Linked DNA regions of Capra hircus: region 2 is linked to region 1. The links are chromatin contacts, called in public Hi-C maps. All regions are on one chromosome and are shown on one strand. Each heading gives the region's core, a stretch centred on a gene start, on an enhancer-like site or on the middle of the called end of the contact. The rest is flanking DNA. Distances are from core to core; before and after follow the strand shown.

Region 1 (2,945 bases), core at 10-2,509:
TTTGGCTTCAGTTAAACCTCTGGTGTTTGAGCTGGGTGGGAACTGCGGGTGCTTGCTTCCTGGTCCTGCCGCAGCCCCTGAAGCAGCTGGTTTAGGAGTGTAAGGTTGCTGTCTCTGCGTGGCAGGGGCAGGGGTGGGAGACAGTTTCCTCTGTACTCAATCACTGCCATTTTGGCCCGATCCTGCTGATTCCGATTTGGGATCTGCAGCATTCTCGTGTAGCCCCCATTCTGACCTTGGTACCGAGGGGCCAGTACTTGAAACAGCTTTGGGATCAAGTCTTTCTCCTAGACGGGGAGAGTTTTCCAGGAGAGAGCAGAGTCAGGCACCATCACCGACACATTAACTTTCAGCATCCCCAAAGGTAGGGTTCAAACACACACACACCCACATCCCTTCCCTCACCCTCTGACGTGGCATTATAAACTGATCAATTATGGGCAGTTGTGTAGACTGAGATTCACGTTGAACTCAACGTAGGACATATATCTCTTACTTAGTTCACATTTGTCCGTAAGTGCGTGCCTTAATTTCGCCCAATTCCCTTTCCTCTAACAACTCCCTTCCACTTAGGAATCAAAGGATAAGATCTGGGAAGTGGACAGGATGCACTCACCGTGAGCCAGAAGTCCGCCATGCGCATGGCTCGTTCGTTGGTGTCTCCCAGCTTCCCGTAGTCGATGAGCTGTGAGGACACAATATCACTCACCAAAATCCGAGCAAGAAAGGAGGCGTCAATCTTAATCTTCTAATGCCAAATTGCAACCAATTCATTCCATACTCTAGCAAAGCATGTCGCTAATTCAGGCTGCCTCTAAACACGCTGTCCTAATCAGGTCTCCATTTGAGGGGCCACAGGAGTAGGTTCAGCTCATGGTAATGAGACTTCGGGCCCTCTTTACCAGGGCGGTCCCAATTCTTCCCCAACTCCAGCCGGATCCCGCCCCCTCAGGCCAGACCTAGGAGAGGCACAAGAGGGTCACGCCCCTTACCTTCTCGGCGTAGCCCCTCAGCTCGTCCACGCGTGCCCATGACGCCTCGATGCGTTCGTGGCGCACCAGTCCCGTAAGCAAGTTCTGCAACAGGTGAATGCGGGACTCGGGACCAAGGCCTAGACGGCGGTATACGCGGCCGTGGGAGACCGCGGCGGCGAACGACAGCCGCATGTCCCCCGCTGCTCCCGACCTCTGTGAGGCCGGAACTGGAAACTTAGAGACGCGGCCGAGAGGCGGAGCTTAGAGGACCCACGCGCCTTACGTAGCTGCGTGGTGGACGTGTTTGCGCATGTGTATCAGAGCCTGCCTCGTTGGCAGCCTTGGGGAGGGCGGGGACGGGGCGTTGACCTCGTCCGGAGGAGGAGAGACGGGCGGAGTTTGGTCTTTCGAGCGCGGCTGGTTTGCCCGGGAACCAGGCGCCCCCTGGTGTGGAGTGAGCAGGCCGACGGTTTCTCTGGTGCTGCGACAGTCGTCAGGGGACCCCGCGCTGGGAAGCTCAGCTTGGAGCTGGCTTGTAGCGTGAGGACCTGAAGAGGAAAGTGCTTGGAGGTGTTCCAGTCCTTCAGGCCGGGGGACCTGCTCTTTCTGAGGCGCGGGGAGTCTGACACTCTGAGCGTGTCAATTTTGAAAAGCAAATTATTTTCAGCAGTAATGGCGAAATGAATGGAATAACAATGATAGGAAAGAAATAGAGATGGTGAAAATTTTCTTTCCTTGAAGTTGTTGACTGGGAAAAAAAAGCACAACGTAAAAGTTGAGAGTTGTTTTACCTAGCAGACAAAACTGAGGACTTGATCCCACGACACAGTAGCTAAGATAACTCCGAGAGGCTATGGTGGCAGAGGGGGTTGTAGAAGGGGTTTGGAGTGGGTGGGGGGCAGAAAATATAAGAGATTTTGCAGGGAAGACAGGGTAGTTGGAGCATCAAAAGATTATCTTAAAGAAAGCCAGATATCTCAAGGGATTTAGTGCTTTTTTATGTATGAGAAGATGGAAGAGTCTAGGCTCACTGAGATCATTGTTTTGATATGCATCCCAGCTATTTGGGGCTAGTATGAGTGAGTTGGTGATGGACAGGGAGGCCTGGCGTGCTGCAATTCATGGGCGACTGAACTGACTGACTGATCCTGTTTTCTCATCCCGAGTCTCCTCAGGTTGCTCCATTCAGTGAGTGGCTGCAGTGTCTGATGATTCACTGGGGAGGGTTATGTTTCTGTCCTGAGTTTCCTTGGGGTTTACTGTGGTGGAGAGGAGGGTCTGCACAGGCTGATGGCTGCAACATCGTTTCTTTACTGATGTGGCAGGTGACATTTTTAATCCACAAAGCAAATCTAAGTGTTAGGTAGGTAGAACAGGGGAAAGGAGTCCAAAATGGTGGTGGCTACAGACAAGGAAAGGAAAAGCCCGTGAAAATGAAATAAAAGGTCCGAGGACTGGAGTGAGGACCTCAGGTAAAACAAACAACACTCCTGGCTGGCCCAGTTTACATAGGACAGGCCCAGGGAGAGATAAACATATAAATAGAGGAGCCAGAGCCAGCTCTGTCTCTCTCTCCTGCGCTCTGGGGCGCTCTTCTCAAGTCTTTAGATCGACGTGCCCTCACACCTTGAAGATGGATTTTCCTGCTATCTTCTAAATAAAATAGAGCTGTAACACTGATTTGTTTAAGAGCTATAACACGGTTCATTTGAGACCTGAGAGCTATAACACGGTCTATCCAAGACCTGAGAGCTGTGACACGCCGAGGGGGCTTTAATATCTGTCACTCCAAATCTTTGTTGTGAGGAGACAAAGAATCGAGGAGCATACACTCGCGTGACATAACCATCCTAGTTGAAGAAAAAGTGCTGTGCTCAAAGAAAAAGTAATGATTTAATATTTTTAAATTCAGTTCAGTTCAGTTGTTCAGTCGTGTTTGACTCTTTGCAACCCCATGGACCACAGCACGCC
Region 2 (2,922 bases), core at 306-2,805, 340 kb after region 1:
TCACAAGGAGTTAGGAGATGATCCACTAGCCTTAAGCCATTGTGAAAGGTGTTTTTTTGTTTTTTTGTTTTTTTTTTTTTTGGTGATATAGGGAAGAAGAACAGCAGGATTAAGGTTATTAAAAAATAAAAGAGTTATGTGAGGCGCAATTAACAAAAGACTTTGCAAGATGTGAGACTGCTGGCAGAAATGTTGAGTTCAGTGAGAATTCAGGAGAGTTTCTACTGCATGAGGTAGAGTAATTAAAGAGATTCCCACAATAATTTTCTTGGTGGCCTCAACCAAAAGAGTAGAAATAATAATGGCTCTAAGGCAAAAGGGTTATTCCCATACCACAGGGTCCAATTGTTGACTATATTCTATGGGTCAGTGATAATCCCCATGTTTTGGGTGAGTATCTCAAGGGCATTCCACCCTTTTCATATACAAAAAGAGAAAAAAGAATCTGATAATTAGAATGCTCATTCTAATGACAGGTGGGTTCATCAAACTCTCCTGCAAGGTCTTAAAATATGTGTCATCTGATTTTTCTGATAAAATTGGGTCAGAATTGTTACTGTTGAGTAAAACATACAAAGGTTTGGCCAGAAGAAAGAAATTTGAAATCCTGTTTTGTCAATAGCCAACTAGCCTGAGAAAACCTCACAGATAGTCTTTAGCTTGGGGTCTGGGGAAACTTTAGGATACGATGAAGTTTATCTAGGTATGGCCCTTGTTCTGATATCAGAGGCCCTAGATGTAGAACCCGGGTTTGGGAGAACTATAATTTTTCATTGTTGACCTTATGTCCCTTCAAAGCTAAAAGCAGTAGCAGGTAAAACCTGTCTCTTTGTGAGGAAGCATCAGAAGGAGGGCAGAGAAGTAGCAAATCATCCACTTATTGCAACAAAATGGAACCTCTAAGGAACTTTACATCATCTAGATCAGTCTTCAGAATTTGTGAGAAATAAGAAGGATTCATATACATACTCCAAGTATGTAACCTTGAGGAAGTACTGCCAAGGTGAATTCTTTTTTTTCCAAGTGAAGGCCAAAAGGTATTGGCCAGCTTCATCAACTGTATTATTAACTAATGCACTATATAAATCAGTTACAGTGAAGAATGTGCTTCTCGTGGGGATGGATGTTAGTGATGTATGAAGAGCAGAATGAGACAGGAAGGAGACAGAGGCACAACCTTTAAAAGAATGATATAGCCCTTGAAGACACGACATATACTGCTTAGAACCAGCTAGGGTGAATGACTTCCACTAGACCTTGAACCTCGTTATACATTCATTGTAGTTTGTCAGCATGCTGAATGACACACCCGCCAGAGCTATGACCATTCTGAGGCCAACTGGGAAAGGTCAAAGAGTGGGCAGTGGTCCAACTCCTGAAAATCCTGGGCTTTTCCCCAAAATAGTTGGAATAATCATCCCACTCACTAGCCTGTTATATTACCTAACCCAGGTTTTGGGGCCTCTCATCTTCTGGGATGGCCCCACTCTGCCTTTGGAGTGTTTTTCCCATGGCCTCTTGCCTTCTTGAGTTGGCCCAAAATCTGTTTATGCAGTATGTTTAATTCCTTCCAGTGTAAAGCCAGGAACAAATACTTGGCAGCTGTGCCAGGAACTTGTCTTAAGTCCTGGGACGTGACCATCCTCTTGTGCCCCATTTTCTTTTCTGCAACAAGAGGAACTAAGAGGAAAAGGGTGTGGTGTATTTCTTGAAGGGCCTAAACAGAAGAAAATAGGCTTAGAGACAGGAAGGAACCTCTTAAAAGTTAATTAGAGATCCCATTATTTGAACTGTTAGTATTCCAAGGCAGGGAGTGCTTTACAGTAGTGGAACTGACCATGGAGACAGTGCTCCAGTGTCATTTAGAACTGGAAAAGATTCATCCTGTTTGGAGAAATGTTTCTCCAAGCCAATTAAGAGAGGGTATTTGGAGGAGTCCTTGATTTCCTATCATTGAGAATTGGGTGGATGTTGGAAAAAATCTATTTCTGCTTTACTGACTATGCCAAAGCCTTTGACAGTGTGGATCACAATAAACTAGAAAATTCTGAAAGAGGTGGGAATACCAGACCACCTGACCTGCCTCTTGAGAAATCTGTATGCAGATCAGGAAGCAACAGTTAGAACTGGACATGGAACAACAGACTGGTTGCAAATAGGAAAAGGAGTATATCAAGGCCTATATTGTCACCTTGCTTATTTAACTTCTATGCAGAGTACATCATGAGAAACGCTGGGCTGGAAGAAGCACATGCTGTAATCAAGATTGCCAGGAGAAATATCAGTCACCTCAGATATGCAGATGACACCACCCTTATGGTGCAGAAAGTGAAGAACTAAAGATCCTCTTGATGAAAGTGAAAGAGGAGAGTGAAAAAGTTGGCCTAAAGCTCAACTTTCAGAAAACGAAGATCATGGCATTGGTCCCATCACTTCATGGGAAATAGATGGGGAAACAGTGGAAACAATGAGAGACTTTATTTTTGGGGGGTCCATAATCACGGCAGATGGTGATTGCAGCCAAGAAATTAAAAGACACTTACTCCTTGAAAGGAAAGTTATGACCAACCTGGATAGCATATTGAAAAGCAGAGACATTACTTTGCCAACAAAGGTCCATCTAGTTAAGGCTGTGGTTTTTCCAGTAGTCATGTATGGATGTGAGAGTTGGACTATAAAGAAAGCTGAGTGCCGAAGAATTGATGCTTTTGAACTGTGGTGTTGAAGAAGACTCTTGAGAGTCCCTTGGACTGCAAGGAGATCCAACCAGTCCATTCTAAAGGAGATCAGTCCTGGGTGTTCATTGGAAGGACTGATGTTGAAGCTGAAACTGCAATACTTTGGCCACCTGATGTGAAGAAGTGACTCATTTGAAAAGACCTTGATGCTGGGAAAGATTGAGGGCAGGAGGAGAAGGGGTTG

Evidence for each region. Hi-C and Micro-C count contacts between places; a contact is called where the count stands out from the background.
Region 2: a contact with region 1 is called in a Hi-C map of liver, with 5 times the contacts expected there. The contact joins the enhancer-like site here to the promoter of MRPL17 in region 1. A contact is called at or near these places in 4 of 5 Hi-C or Micro-C datasets (blood and liver).

Annotation. Positions count from the first base shown.
Region 1 is chr15:35,957,586-35,960,530 of ARS1.2, forward strand. It overlaps MRPL17 (39S ribosomal protein L17, mitochondrial), which reads right to left and starts at 1,260. Exons shown (of 3, transcript XM_005709644.3): 1 at 993-1,260; 2 at 617-685; 3 at 1-287. The coding sequence starts at 1,166. The coding sequence ends at 12.
Region 2 is chr15:36,292,691-36,295,612 of ARS1.2, forward strand. No RefSeq gene overlaps it. Among named protein-coding and RNA genes, the nearest start is that of MRPL17, 340 kb to the left of the region's middle. Within about 2 kb of position 1,556, at least 1 of the 5 cell types and tissues checked has an H3K27ac peak or open chromatin away from gene starts, as enhancers often do.